Regions from separate parts of the Mus musculus genome. Here region 2 is linked to region 1. The links are chromatin contacts, called in public HiChIP or PLAC-seq maps. All regions are on one chromosome and are shown on one strand. The core of a region is the stretch at or near the end of the contact, and the rest is flanking DNA. Distances in the headings are between cores, read along the strand shown.

Region 1 (6,944 bases), core at 1,731-4,230:
CATAGAGATTACTATAGAAGTTTAAGAAATTAAAAACAGGGAAGGTGTTCATGGACCTCCACCCCTACCGGAGGAGGAGGAGCTATGGACTGTCGAGGCTTCTGGAGGGAGAGTCAATTCATTTTGAGGGCGGGATGGACACCACGCCTTCAAAAGTATATGGACACCACGAATTGCAGTCACGTTATTTTTTTAAATGTCATAAAAAAATTAAGAGTATAACTTTCAAATGACTCAGCTGTACTACTACTGGGCATATTCCCAAAGGACTCCATATCCTACCACAGGCACACTTGGTCATCCGTGTTACCATTATACTGTTCTTAATACAAAGGAATGGAACCAGCCTGAATCTTCAGCCAGTGAGTAGATAATGGAAATGACGTATGCCAAGTGGAGGTTTGTTCATCTGTAAATAAGAATGTAACTGTGAGCTGGGCACTGGTGGCGCACGCCTTTGATCCCAGCACTTGGGAGGCAGAGGCAGGCAGATTTCTGAGTTCAAGGCCAGCCTGGTCTACAGAGTGAGTTCCAGGACAGCCAGGGCTATACAGAGAAACCCTGTCTCAAAAGACAAAAAAGTATAGTAACAGATGTGTGTTTGTTGCTGGAAATTGAACTCATGATTTCATGTGTCCTAGAGACTCAGGAATGCTAGGCGTCCTCCCTGCCTCTCAGCTACACCTTAGCCCTAACCACTGGTGATTTGGGAAGCTGGGTGATAGATCTATGGAATGTAACTGTGAAATCTTTAGAAAAACTGATAAATCTGGAAATTATTATATTAAACAAGGTGACCTCATTTCAGAAAGACTCTACCTCTTCTTATCTCACTTATGGATCTTAGCTTTCAGTGTGTGTGTATGTGTGTGTGTGTGTGTGTGTGTGTGTGTGTGTGTAGGTTTTGAGCAAGAGTGGCTATAGGTTCTTGTAGGACCCCCATCATCCAGGTTGAATAGCCTTCATTTCACTACAACAGCTGTGACTATTTGCAAGTGACCCCCCCCAAGCTCTCTCCCCACCCCAGCCCTAGATTGGGCTTGTTGACTTTTAAAGTTCCCACCTAGAAGGAGGGGTTGGACCCTCCCCTGAGATCCCTGAAGCTCTGTCTCACCTCCTGCCCCTGCCCTCATTTCACATGACCTTGTGGGGCTAGAGTATATACACTGGAATGTCAGAGTGAGGCGATGCCGTCTATGCAGCTGTAGGGGAAGCTCATCCCTGCTGCATGAAACGGCTTTGCAGTCACCCAGGGTCCTATAAGTGTCCTTTCCCCGAGCTCTGTGAGTCAGCCTGTTACACTCACTGGTCTCCCAGGTTGGACTCTGGTGGAATTATCTTTGGTTTGCGGTTGGTGCCCTGTAAGGAGGGAGTTGGCCATTGTTTACATCTCCCCAGGAGAGAGTTTGAGTAACAACAGTTGGGAAACCAGAAAGGGAACAAGAGAGGGAAGAGCGGTGCTGAGGAAGGTGGCGTGGGCAAGAGAGCATGCGACAGGAGATTGAAGATGGTGCCTGTCAGTCCAAGTGGGGCAGTGGGGTGGAGGAGGAGAGTAGACAAGAACAACTTCCATTTGAAAATACCACAATAAGACCTAATGCTTCATATGCTAATTAAAAGAATCTAAGGCCTGAAACTCTTCATAAGCATCACTTACTATAATATATTAAAACAGTCAACAGGCAACAGTCAGCAGAAAGCAAGCTCTTCTTAAGGCGTCTTGGGTTTTGTCCAGATGCTGCTCAGCCACCTGCTCCTGGTGCTGGATGCCCTGGGCTGAGAGAAGGGGACACCGTAGGGACAGTTGGAACCACCCTCGTCCCCACCCTGTTTTCTCTGCCCTTTGCCCTCCTTTTCTCCTTCCCGCACATTCCTCCTCCTCAGACTCTTATCTTTCCATTTTCAGTGTGCTGGATCTTGGAGCTCCCGGGAGTATTTGGAAGTTGGTTCCGTCATGGCAGAAGTCAAGGTGGAGGTGGCCAGCATAGACTGGCAGAAGCGATGCCTATCCCTGGAAACACAGCTTTTCCGCTTCCGCCTTCAGGCCAGCAAGATAAGGGAGCTGCTGGCTGACAAGGTGAGTCCCTGGAGAGCAGGTAGTTCCCTCACATCCTCAGTGCAGGGGCAGGCAGAACACACTCACTCACGCACACGCTCACACACACACACACTCACATACACATACTCACACACACACACACACTCACACACACACACACACTCTCTCTCTCTCTCTCTCTTTCTCTCCCTCTTTCCCTCTCTCCCACCTTCCCTCCCTCCCTAAGACTTTGCTACATTTTTCATGAAAAATGAAAACTCAAAAGCTGTCATGTGACATTTCTCCTGGCTCTGCCACCTCAGGTGCCAGGCATGGACAAATGATACAGTTGAGCTGGCATGGTGTAGCAGAGCTTTAATTCCAGCAGTCGGGAAGCAGAGGCCCGCAGAGCTCACTGAGTTCAAGGCCACTCCCATCTTTGAAGGATTCAAGGCCAACCTGGGCTATGTAATGAGGTTGTCAAAAACAATTAAAATTTAAAAAACGATAAGGTCTTCTGGGTTCTCTGTCGCTTTGAGCCGCAGTGGCTTATCTTTCTCATCATTTCTCTTGCTGTTACTACTGCTGTTAACACTTTATCCTCTTTTGGGGCTGGACGGCACTTTAGGAGTACAATGGGAGTCCCCACCCTCCTGCCCATCCCTTATTATCAGGAGAGCCTCAGAAAGTGCCTGATTTTCTGGGGACAACAAATAAGCTTTGGAAAAAGACATGCCTGGCTCTATGAACTTCCACCTCTCAGGCCAGGGTGTTCTATATCTCTGAGCTATTTTGAGATGTATCTGATAACTTATGTAAGAGTTCAGACACAAATTAAGTAATGTGAACAGGTGTGCTATCTTTATAAGCTTAGGTAGGCTGGTCTGCAACACTGAGCACTGTTGTCACATGTCTCTGGGAAGGGACATCAAGTGGCTGACTCTCACAGGTATAACCTGTTCAGAGAGTGGAGAGCTGCAGTTAAAATGTATCTGTGTGAGTACACAGCAGGGGATGACTCAGCTAACTGTTCTCTTGATGGTTCTGATTATAGTGTCAGTGTACTTAGCTAATCCTTTCTTGGTACAAAGGTAAGGCCCAGCTCACCCTTATAAGTAAGGTCCAAGCCTTGATTAGTAAAGCTGGAAAGAATGGAACAAATAACCAGCTCCCTCTGGTGCTTCTGCAGCCTGGAGTTTGGGGAGCAAGTGGGTAGTGTCATTTTGGCATTCCCATGGCTGGGGCGTGGCCTTGAACTAGATTGGACTTGAACTCTTGAACTTGCTTGAGTCTGTTGGCATTGCTTTCTTAGTTCAGACAGCGTAGGGTTCCTGTGGATGCCAGCGGGTACTGCCGCCTCAGGGAAAGGATAGTGGGTCTAAGGATGGCGTGGTCAGAACCCCTTTCCCAGAACCACCCAGTGGGTTGTCTGTTCTTGGGTTGCTCAGTCCTCCTGTCTTAAGCCTTCAGAGTGCTGTTAATGTCTGGTTAACAGGCTCCTAGAATGGTTTTGTCGGTAAAGTTTGAGGACCTTGCCTTAGCCTGTGGTGTTGGGGGAGGGAATGAGGGAAAGAGACTATAAGGGGCTCTGCTCAGCCAAGTGGGCTGGAACACATCTCAGGGGGAAGACTTCTGAAATAAAAGTACTACAATGAAATAGCCTCAGATAAAACAAGAGGACCTCGAATGGAGCCCATGGAAACTCTGAAGGAATGAGAGATAAATAGCTCTGGAACACAGCAAGACCCCTCCCCAGAAAGGGGACAAAGAGACAAAGCAGGAGTGAAATGGGGTAGGTGGCTAGCCTCCCTGGTGGTCACACTGGGCTTCAGGTTGGAGTTTTTACATCTGTGGAGTCAGATGAGGTTTGGCTACTTAGAGCTAAAAAATAACCCAGAATCTCCTGTGTACTCTGGACTATTTACAAATGGAAATGCGAGAAGATCACCCACCAGCACCAGGAGATGCAGGAGATGCAGGAGGTGCCGGGAGCGTCTCAGACAGAAGGCTCTGGGAAGAACAATGCTTTAACAGTTGGATTTGTACAGCTGTGTGATTCAAGAACCTGAGTTCTGAGTCAGGGGTGGGTAACACAGGAGAAACTTGTAGGAACAGACTCAATGCTTTGGAGAAACAAGACTTCACTGCAGGTCCCCAGGAATCAGATTTAGTGAAGATGAACATAAAACTCAAAATGACTAGTGCCAGGGGTGGGGGTGGGGTAATCTGTAGTTAGTAGGAATTCACCTATGCAAGAGACAGTTGGACTTCTAATGATACAACTGTGGACAAGAGACTGTAAGTTAGTTCATTAAAAACTACTGATGATGGAATAAAGAAACTGAAGACTTGAGACAAGAACAACACTGTATCCAAAAGACCAGACTGACTTTAAAAGCCAGATAGACCTTTGAGAAAGTCTCCTCATTGAAATTAGTGGATAGATTAAATATCTGGTTGTGCACCGGAAGTTGGGCTGTGTGCCTATTACAAGGGATCAAACCTAGTACCTTGTGTGTGGCGCGATACAGCAGGATGTGGATGCAGGATGCTGAGAACCTGTCTGTTCCAGATCACGCTCCCTCACAGCCATGGAGAGGAACGTGGAGAGAGGCGTTATTTGAAAAGCTCATACCTACAAACAGCTTGAAAAGAGAGGTGAAGCTGCAGATTTGGAGACCACGAGGAGTGAGAACAGGCTACAGAACTTAAACATCTCCGTCTTCTGTTTTTAGCTACTTCACCGTGTGGCTGCTGTAAGAACCACACAGCGGTTAGACAGACACATGCTTGTTTCTGTCATGTGTAACTTCCCAGACAGAAGCAGTCCAGCCCCGAGCTGGATGATGGTTCACCTTGGTGGCCCTGGTTGCACTCTCTCCATCTAAGTGTATGACCCAGAGGTTGCTTGTGTTCTTTCTGCCCAGATCCCACTGGCCAAATCTTAGTCGCGTGGTCATGCTCAGCATCAAAGAAGACTGGGAAATGTCTTTATTCTCGTTCAGCTAAAAGCTGGGTATATTATTTTGTAGAGGAGAGAATGCATCACACAAAAACCAGCGATTTCTCTCCTTGCTTCTCCCTGTTTTCTCATTTTGTGGTACTAGGGATAGAACCCAGGACCTCATGCGTGCTACACAAGCCCTCTACCACCAAGTTACCGTCTCAGTAATCACCTGCCTTTGAGGCTAGAATAATAAAAGTGATAATAAAACCAAAAAGAAAAAACAATAAATAAATAAATAAATATAAAAGTGATAAGTAAAAATAAGTTATACACTAACTCACATCACTACAGTGAGGAAATGGAACAAAGAAAGTCTCCTGAGCCATGGTAAATGGGAAAGGAAGAATAGACAAGGGGACTATAGGCCAGCTATGGTAAGGATGCCTGTGACCCCAGCTCTCGGGAGGAATTCTCTCCTGATTTCCTTGCAGAAGGATCATAGCAAGGTCAGGTAGGGCTACATGAGATTTTGGCTCAAAAAAAAACAAAACAAAACAAAACAAAACAAAACCCAAACCAAACAAACAAAAGGAGTAGAGGACCTACAGGAGGGACAAAAATGCATTGGTAGGAAATAAATCTAAATCTATCAGTCATAGGTGACATATAAGAAATATATATATAGTGGTGCTGATGTATGAAAAGTAGGAACGTGTCTAGTCAGAGCTAAACCTGCCTGTGAGCACAGCACTCAGGAGACTGGTGTAGTCTTCTGAAGCCACACGGAGGACGTCAAGTAGGCCCCCAAACCTTTGCTTTATCTGTACTGTTTTGTCCAGTGTGTAAAAGGTAGGCGTAAGAATGTTGGGCACAAACTTTGGGGTGTTGGGAATCAGGCTCAGGGCTTTGTACATGGTAAGCAATGTTTTATTTTTCTGAGTTGCACCCCCAGCTTTGGGGGGGATTCTGTTGTTGTTTTGAGACAGTCTCACAAAGCCCAGGCTGACTTTCAACTTCTAAGTAGCCAAGGATAACCTTGAATTTCTGCTTCTGCCACCATCTCCTAAGTGCTGGGCTTATAGGCATGCACTCCCACACCTGGCCTGAGCCCCCTTTTCAGAGGGGCAGTTGAGACCCAGGTCTCAGCTCAGGTCTTAGCTCAGTAACTCGAGGCACGACAGTGCTGGGTACAGAAGAGTGCCTGCTACTCCACTGCTGTGGGGTTGGTATTTCACGGTCTGCCATGTGTCACAAGTTGCTGTGGACATGAGGAGTTGAATACCAGATTGGTGCCAAGTGCTTTTCGTCAGATTGCTGGAGCCAAGTCCTAGGGAGCTTATGAGTCTTAACTGCAGCTGGTGAAAGTGGATCCTGGACAGCTGCGTAAACCTGACACCTCCTCGGCTGGCGCGTCAGGAGAGACCCACACACTAAGAGGATAGCTGAGGACATGGGCTTAGGGAACCCACTGAGCAGAAGAAGGAAACCCAGATGCAGAGGGGCCCTGAGTTCACAGCTCCAGGTGTGCCTCGTAAAGGAGGCGTGGAGAAGCAGGGCACCAGTGGAAAAAACACGAAAGTGACGTGTCAGCGTGAGTACACCTGCGAGCGCTCCAGCAGCAGTGCGGAAAATCTGTCTTTATAATAACAGAAACGTTTAAGATTTCTCTTCACTCATGGCCAGTATTGGTAATTGTTGAGTACAACAGAAGATTCACAGATTGGCATGATGCTTTAGTCCTGTCAAAAGCTAAGAGGCTGAGGCAGGAGGATTGTGAGTTTGAGGACAGCCTGGACTACATAGGTAGAGTCTCTGTCTCACGAACCAAAATAAAAGTTCTCTTAAAATTTACTTTACTTTATGTTTATATGTGTGAATATTTTGCCTACATGTATGTATATGTCTGCAGAGGTTAGAAGAGAGGACCTTGGATCCCCTGGAACTGGAGTTATAGACAGT
Region 2 (6,944 bases), core at 2,100-4,599, 62 kb after region 1:
CCAGAGTAGTCTACAGAACAAATTCCAGGACATCCAGGACTACACCGAGAAACCCTGTTTCAACCAGCCACTCCGCACACCACAGGGGGGAAAAAGTTCCCAGAAGTAGAGAACTTAGTTCTACAGGAGTACCTCAGGCTTAAAGTTCCAGAGACAAGCCTGGGGATAGCAGAGAGAAGTGCCCTCCTGTTGGGAATTGGTTCTAATACACTTTTTTTGGCTCCCAAAAGCCACGCTTTCAGTTCAGAGGGTCCCCGCCCCCAGCTGTCTTCGACTGATAATAAAGAATTGCTGTACTGTCAATGGCTGGGCAGGGAGACAGGGCAGGACTTTTAGATTGCTTGGACAAGGGATGGAGGGGGGGGGGGGAAGAGGAGAATCACTGTGACTCAGAGGCAGAGGGATCAGATTTAAGAGCTGCAGGAGAGAAACCATCCAGTAATATAGGTGGACGGGAATGCAGTGCTGCCTAGAAGGCAATAGGGCAGCAAAAATAAACGAGAGATTTAGAAGGTGTTAAGCCAGGATTACTGAAGGGAAGTGTGTGCTAGCTGCGGGGAGGTTTAGAAGTGTCCAGGCGTTGAGCTACTCAAGGCATATCAAAATTATCTGGCTAGCTGTCGTATGTGTGTCTTTCATTTGAGAATCCAGAGAGCTCTTGGGCAAGTACAGCTTGCTTGAGTGATCCTCCAGGAGCCAAGCAGTTTAACTAATTCACCGAGACACCCTCCTGCCTCCAGCCCTGCTGCCCTCCCACCTCTCTCCTCCCTTCTGCTTCTCATGATAGAGCCCTGGCAATGGACTGTGTTCAGTGCCATGCTAGTTTTGGCTGTCAGAATGCACTGGACAACGAGCACATCTTTCAGCCCCAGTAAGGCATGGAGATATTTCACCACTTTGAAACTGTACAGTGACAAGATGTTCCTGGGAGAGATCTGCCCGTGAAGCCAGAATGAGATATTCTCAGATGTGGTGAGAAATTCTACTGGATGTCAGCACAACCCGTATTAGCAGCACAAAGACTAAAACCCATGAGTGGACAGGAAAATCATCCTTACTTCTGTGTTGTATTCTTTTTAAAAGCAAACAAATGTATTTTTACCTGGTAATTGTTTGTACTTTGATACCAGTATCTTCTTAATCTTTTTTTTTTTTGTCCTTTTGCTAGTATTCCTATGATAGCCTTTCTCTCTCTCTCTCTCTCTCTCTCTCTCTCTCTCTCTCTCTCTCTCTCTCTCTCTTTCTTTCTTTCTTTCTTTCTTTCTTTCTTTCTTTCTTCATTCTTTTGTTTTCCAAGACAGGGTTTCTCTATGTAGCCCTAGTTGTCCTGGAACTCACTTTGTAGACCAGACTGGCCTCAAACTCAGAAATCCTCCTGCCTCTGCCTCCCGAGTGCTGGGATTAAAGGCGTGTGTGCCACCTCGCCTAGCCTGGAACTTGTTCTTAAGACCAGGCTGACCTCGAACTCACCTGCTTCCGCCTCCTGAGTGCGGGGATCAGAGGTGTGGGCACCACTCTGAAAGTTTTTCTCACTGGAACTTGGAGTACATAGTTGCCTTCTATTTTTAAAATGCTAGGTCACTGGTTGAACTTCACTGCTCTTGCTATTGTGTGGTGTATCCAATTGCCTGGATACACTTCTATTCTGCAACATTTTCTGACTAAACCCCTGTGGACTGTGCTTCCTAATGTAGACCCCAGGTCCCCCTGTTGCCCTTTCAGTCTTTCCTTCTAACCCATCTCCATTCTTCTGTGACACCAGCTGATGCACAGAGAGAGAGAGAGACACTCTCTACCAGGGATCCCACAGCCACCAATCACTCTTGGCTAGAATCTTGAGTGAGTAACAGCAACCAAAGAATGATCAACCCACTCAAAGAGACCAGACCTAAGCCAGAAACACGTCACAGCTCTAAGTCCACATGCCTTCATCCCAGTGCAGAAACACAAATAGGGACACACAAGATAATATGCCTCCCCCAGAGGCCCCAAGGACAGCAACTAGCTGAAGCACAAGACAATACCTTCAAAAAGCAAGTATGAATGTGTTCGAGGTCTTAAAGAAGACATGGACAGATGCCCGAAGGAAGGCTTTGAATGCGCAAACAGTTGAATGAAAGAGTAAAGTGTATTCAAGTCATTAAAGTGGAATTTACGAAAGAAATAAAATCAAAGAAGACAACTCAACCGGAAGTGAAACTGGATCTGAAAGACTGGGGATGTCAAACAAAATACTCAGAGACTGGGGCACCAATCAATGCTCACCAGAGAAGCTTCTTGTAGGAGACGGGAATTAATACTGAGCCCACAGCCAGACAGTGCACAGGCAGTAAGAGACAAGCATTCAACCAGGGTGTCTTCATTGAAACTCTTCCCCCAAGGCTCAGGTTCCTCGAAAGAGGAGGAGAAAGGATTCTAAGAGCCCGAGGTGATAGATGAAGCTAGACCTGGCTTAATACACCTGAACTCACCAAAGCCAGGACAGCACATGTTCAAGCCAGACGTGGTCCAGCACTAAGAGGGATAAGTTGACACAGGGCCCCATCTCTAACCAAAACCTATTTGAAACTGATTCCTGTTGGTGGAGGGGAGTTTCCTCCAGTGGGGTGCTACAGAACACACTGGATTTATCAATCACCCCGAGGGCAGCCCCCACGCCCAGAAGTGGTTGGCCAACACAAAAGGATCTCCATGGTTTTGTGTGGTTTTTGTTGCTTAAAATTAGTTTCATGGTTATAATGGGTGCTAAAAGTGCATTTGCATATTTTAAAACGTGATGAGATAAATTGTTAAAAACCAAACTGGACACTTGAAGAATTTTTAAAAGTAATTTTGCCCTTTGACTGGAAGAGAGGCTTCAGTGGTTAGGAGTGCTCAATGCTCTTCCAGAAGACGTGAGTTCAGTTCCCAGCACCCATGTGAGGCGGCCGCCTGTAACTCCAGTTCCAGGGGCTCTGACACCTTCTTCTGGCTTCCATGGGTCTCCATACATGTGTGATAAACATGTATACACACATCAGTAAAAAATAAAATGCTTTTATTTAAAAAGGTAAGGTTTTATTTTTTTATTCCTAAGGTGTAATATGACTGCCCAATTGTTTAATGTAAAAGCATTAAACTCAGAGAAGTGGCTGAGGAGTTGCTCTGAAGGAGCAAAGAGGAAGGCTGGCTTATGCCAGGGAATGTCTTACCTGGGTTCCCACTCTCTCAGCTATGCATTGATTGGTTGGCATCGACTACAGGTTGGGGTGGGAGGTAGAGGGTGAAGGGGGCTTGACTCAGTAGTAGAGAACTTGCCCGGAATGCTGGAGGCCTTGAGTTCCATCTCCTGCATCACAGGGTGAAAAAAGAAAGTTGAGCACAGGTGGCAGAAGGGACTTCCTGGAGGTTGTTTACCTTGGCAGTGGGATCAGGAACATTCCCCAGGCAAGGGCGGCAAAGTTCAGTGTGTGATTATTCCAGGAACACAGAGTACCTGGGTGACCCCCATCTGGAAGATAGCAACCAGACTTTATTTTGACCATAGGTCCAATTAGCCACTTGGGACCTTATTTGAACATTCAAGTAAGATGTTTCTGAAGTGAGAGCAGAAGGTGTGACACGCAGGATCCTAAGTTTACCCTCAGACACTGAGCCAGAGACCTTTGTTGCTGTGCTGGCCGATGGCTAATATGTTTTTGCAAATAACCTCTCTAGTCTCTCCTTTAAAAGCAGAGATAATTCTGATTATAAAACCTTAAACTTGTGACAACAGGCAGGAGGTACCTGGATGGGAGTTGTCCCAGGACTAAGGAAGCAATAAAATTAGAAAAGCAAAGGCCCCAGTGGACCAGATGAGCAGCCTCTTGCTAAAACAAAGCCCCCGAGAGACTGGAACACATGCACACAGAATTGCTGCTGAGTATATGATGTGTCTGGAGTTTCTAGCCTTCTGCTGGCTGCTGAGACACAGGCTAGACAAGAGCTTCACATAATTTTTGATTTTGTTTTGCTTTTTACTATTGTTTGTTTGTTTGTTTGTTTTAGGGACCCTCAGGGAAGTCTGTGTAAGTTGACATCATGCTTCTGGAGAGGTGGCTCACTTGCTGCTCTTCGGAAGGACCCAAGTTCTCTATATCCACGTTAGTGGCTCACAGCCACTTGTAACTCCAGCTCTAAGAGATCTGGTGCCCTCTTCTGGCTTCCTTTGGTAATGCATACATGTGGCATAAACTCACACACACACACACACACACACACACACACACACACACAGAGAGAGAGAGAGAGAGAGAGAGAGAGAGAGAGAGAGAGAGAGAGAGAGGGAGAGAGAGAGAGAGAGAGATACACATAAAAAAGAAGAGATGTTGAAGTGGGGGTGGCTGGAGAGATGTCTCAGCAGTTATGGGTGTTTCCTGCTCTTCCCAAGGATCTGAGTTCGAGTCCTAGCACCCATGTCAGGCAGCTCACAACCTAGTAACTCTAGTTCCAGAGGATCCAACAGCTACTCCTGACCTCCCAGGCACCTGCACTCATGCACACATAGCCACACAAAGACATACCTGTGCAACATTTTAAAAAATAGAATGAATCTTAAGAAAAAAGAGGTATTAGATTGTTGGGAATTGTAAATCAGTCAGTCTGCAAAGCCAGCACCAACCCCCATGCTCTTCCCCTGTGCTTCCACGCTTCCTAATTATAGGAGTCTGGAGTTATCAACGGATCCCCTTTAACCAAAGAATTAGTTTCCCCTCATCCTACTCTGCTTTCTATTGCTATGATAAAAATTTCTGACCAAAAGCAAATAGGGGAAGAAAGAGTTACTAGGCCGACACAGTTTATCATTGAAGGAATCAGGGCAGGAATTCGAGACAAGAACCTGGAGTCCAGAAGTGTCACAGAGGCCACAGAGAAATGGTGCTCACTGACGTCCTTTGCATGGGCTCGTTCAAGGAGCACTTGCCAGGAGGAGGTCACAGTCCATAGATCTCACAGCAATCATTAATTTAAAACAAAACAAACAAAACTCCCCGCCCCACTGTGATGGTTTGTATATATATATATATATATATATATACTTGGCCCAGGGAGTGGCACTATCTACAGGTGTGGTCTTGTTGCAATAGGTGTGGCCTTGATGGAGTAGGTGTGTCAACTGTGGGTTTGGGCTTTAAGACCCTTGTCCTAGCTTCCTAGAAGCCAGTCTTCCACTAGCAGCCTTCGGGTGAAGATGTAGAACTCTCAGCTCCTCTTGCACCATACCAGCCTGGATGCTGCCATGCACCCACATTGATGATAACGGACTGAACCTCTGAACCTTTAAGCCAGCCCCAATTAAATGTTGTCCTTATAAGAGTTGCCTAGGTCATGGTGTCTGTTCCCACCAGTAAAACCCTATCTAAGACACCCACAGACTTGTCTATAGGGCAATCTGATAGTCATTTCTTCAGCTGAGGGTTCCTCTTCCAAATTAGATCTAGTTTGTGTCAAGTTGTTAAAAAGCTAACCAGCACTGGTTCTCACAGCAGGGTTCTAGGATGCTGACTGGTAAGACATGTCAACCTTTGCCAGTCCTTTGTCAGAGGTCCCAGATCTCAGTTGCAGCAGCCCCAGGACAAGCATTTCCCCAGTCTGTGAAAACCTCATTTGGACAGGAAAGTTGGGATCATTCTGAGTAATATTTGTCTAGAGACTTAGCAAATTACAACTTTATGGAAAATAATTTTTTGTCCCCCCACCCCCTTTTTTGGTCAGAAAATAATTTTTAATCATGAAATATGTTTGGAATGTGGGAGGTTGATGATCAAGAGATGGGCTGGAGAGACGGCTCAGTGGTTAAGAGCACTGACTGTTCTTCCAGAGGATTCAGGTTCAGTTCCCAGCACCCACATGACAGTTTACAACTGTCTGTAACTCCAGTTTCAGGGAATCTGACACTTTCACATAGACATACATGCAGGCAAAACACCAATGCACCGTGTGTGTGTGTGTGTGTGTGTGTGTGTGTGTGTGTGTGCGTGCGTGTGTGTGTGTGTGTGTGTGTGTGTGTGTTATTTTCTCTCTTGAAATATGGTCTCTAAGTCTTTTATCTGAAGTATAGGTTTGGATTCAAGAGGACTTGCCTGATGTAAGTCAACACTTCTAGACATACATCCAGTCTCAAGGGCTCTTGCAGACACTAATGTTTTGTTTTGCTTTTAAAGATTTTATTTATTTTATATATGTGTGAGTATACTGTAGCTGACTTCGGACACACCAGAAGAGGACATTGGATCCTGTTACAGTTGGTTGTGAGCTACCATGTGGTTGCTGGGAATTGAACTCAGGACCTCTGGAAGAGCAGTCAGTGCTCTTAACGGCTGAGTCATCTCTCCAGCCCCAGAAACTAATGTTATCATTCAAGATTGTGCTGGAAAGTCTGGGAAAGTTGGGCTGGTGAGCCGGCTCAGCGGATAAAGGTGCAGTATGAAAGCCAGATGATTTGAGTTTGATTCCATGGTGGAAAGATTGAAAATACTCCTGAAAGTTGTCATCTGATCTCCACAATTACATGTGGGACACTTGTGCCCACATTGAAACACATACACACACATACACATAGACACACACACCCCACCACCACCACCAATAATAATAATAACAATAGTAATGATAATAATAATGTTAATTATTTTATTTTTATTTGTTTATGTATTTTGAAATAAAGTCTCTCTCTCTGTATTCATACCTTGCTGTCCTGGCACTCTATATGTAGACCAGTTTGAACTTAGAGGTCCACCTGCCTCTGCCTCCCAAGTACTAGGATTAGAAATATATTGTACCCTGTATGGCTATGAATGTTTATCTTATGTAGATGTGTGAGTGCCTGCATATAGGTTTGTTGTCCCGCGCTATCAGCTCGCCAGCAAGAATGCACACGGAACACCAGGATCCTTCTGCAGCAAAACGTTTATTGCATCTTGAAG

Evidence for each region. HiChIP or PLAC-seq counts read pairs in DNA pulled down with a chosen protein or histone mark.
Region 2: a contact with region 1 is called in an H3K4me3 HiChIP or PLAC-seq map of intestinal villus epithelium, with 6 read pairs. The contact joins the promoter of 9230116L04Rik here to the enhancer-like site in region 1. A contact is called at or near these places in 2 of 15 datasets of contacts at CTCF or cohesin (the NIH/3T3 cell line and large pre-B cells), 3 of 484 Hi-C or Micro-C datasets (bone marrow-derived macrophages, nephron progenitors and visceral endoderm), 10 of 115 datasets of contacts at active chromatin or transcription factors (embryonic hindbrain, embryonic stem cells, extraembryonic endoderm stem cells and 3 more) and 3 of 9 other capture datasets (adipose tissue, liver and pancreatic islet).

What each region holds. Positions count from the first base shown.
Region 1 is chr12:79,038,586-79,045,529 of GRCm38.p6, forward strand. It overlaps Plekhh1 (pleckstrin homology domain containing, family H (with MyTH4 domain) member 1), which reads left to right. Exons shown (of 29, transcript NM_181073.3): 2 at 1,907-2,077. The coding sequence starts at 1,955. Among named protein-coding and RNA genes, the nearest start is that of Plekhh1, 13 kb to the left of the region's middle. Within about 2 kb of position 2,981, at least 46 of the 459 cell types and tissues checked have an H3K27ac peak or open chromatin away from gene starts, as enhancers often do. A contact at or near this core is called in extraembryonic endoderm stem cells, intestinal crypt epithelium and intestinal villus epithelium, where this site is marked.
Region 2 is chr12:79,100,590-79,107,533 of GRCm38.p6, forward strand. 9230116L04Rik (RIKEN cDNA 9230116L04 gene) reads right to left here and starts at 3,350. Exons shown (of 3, transcript NR_110486.1): 1 at 3,192-3,350.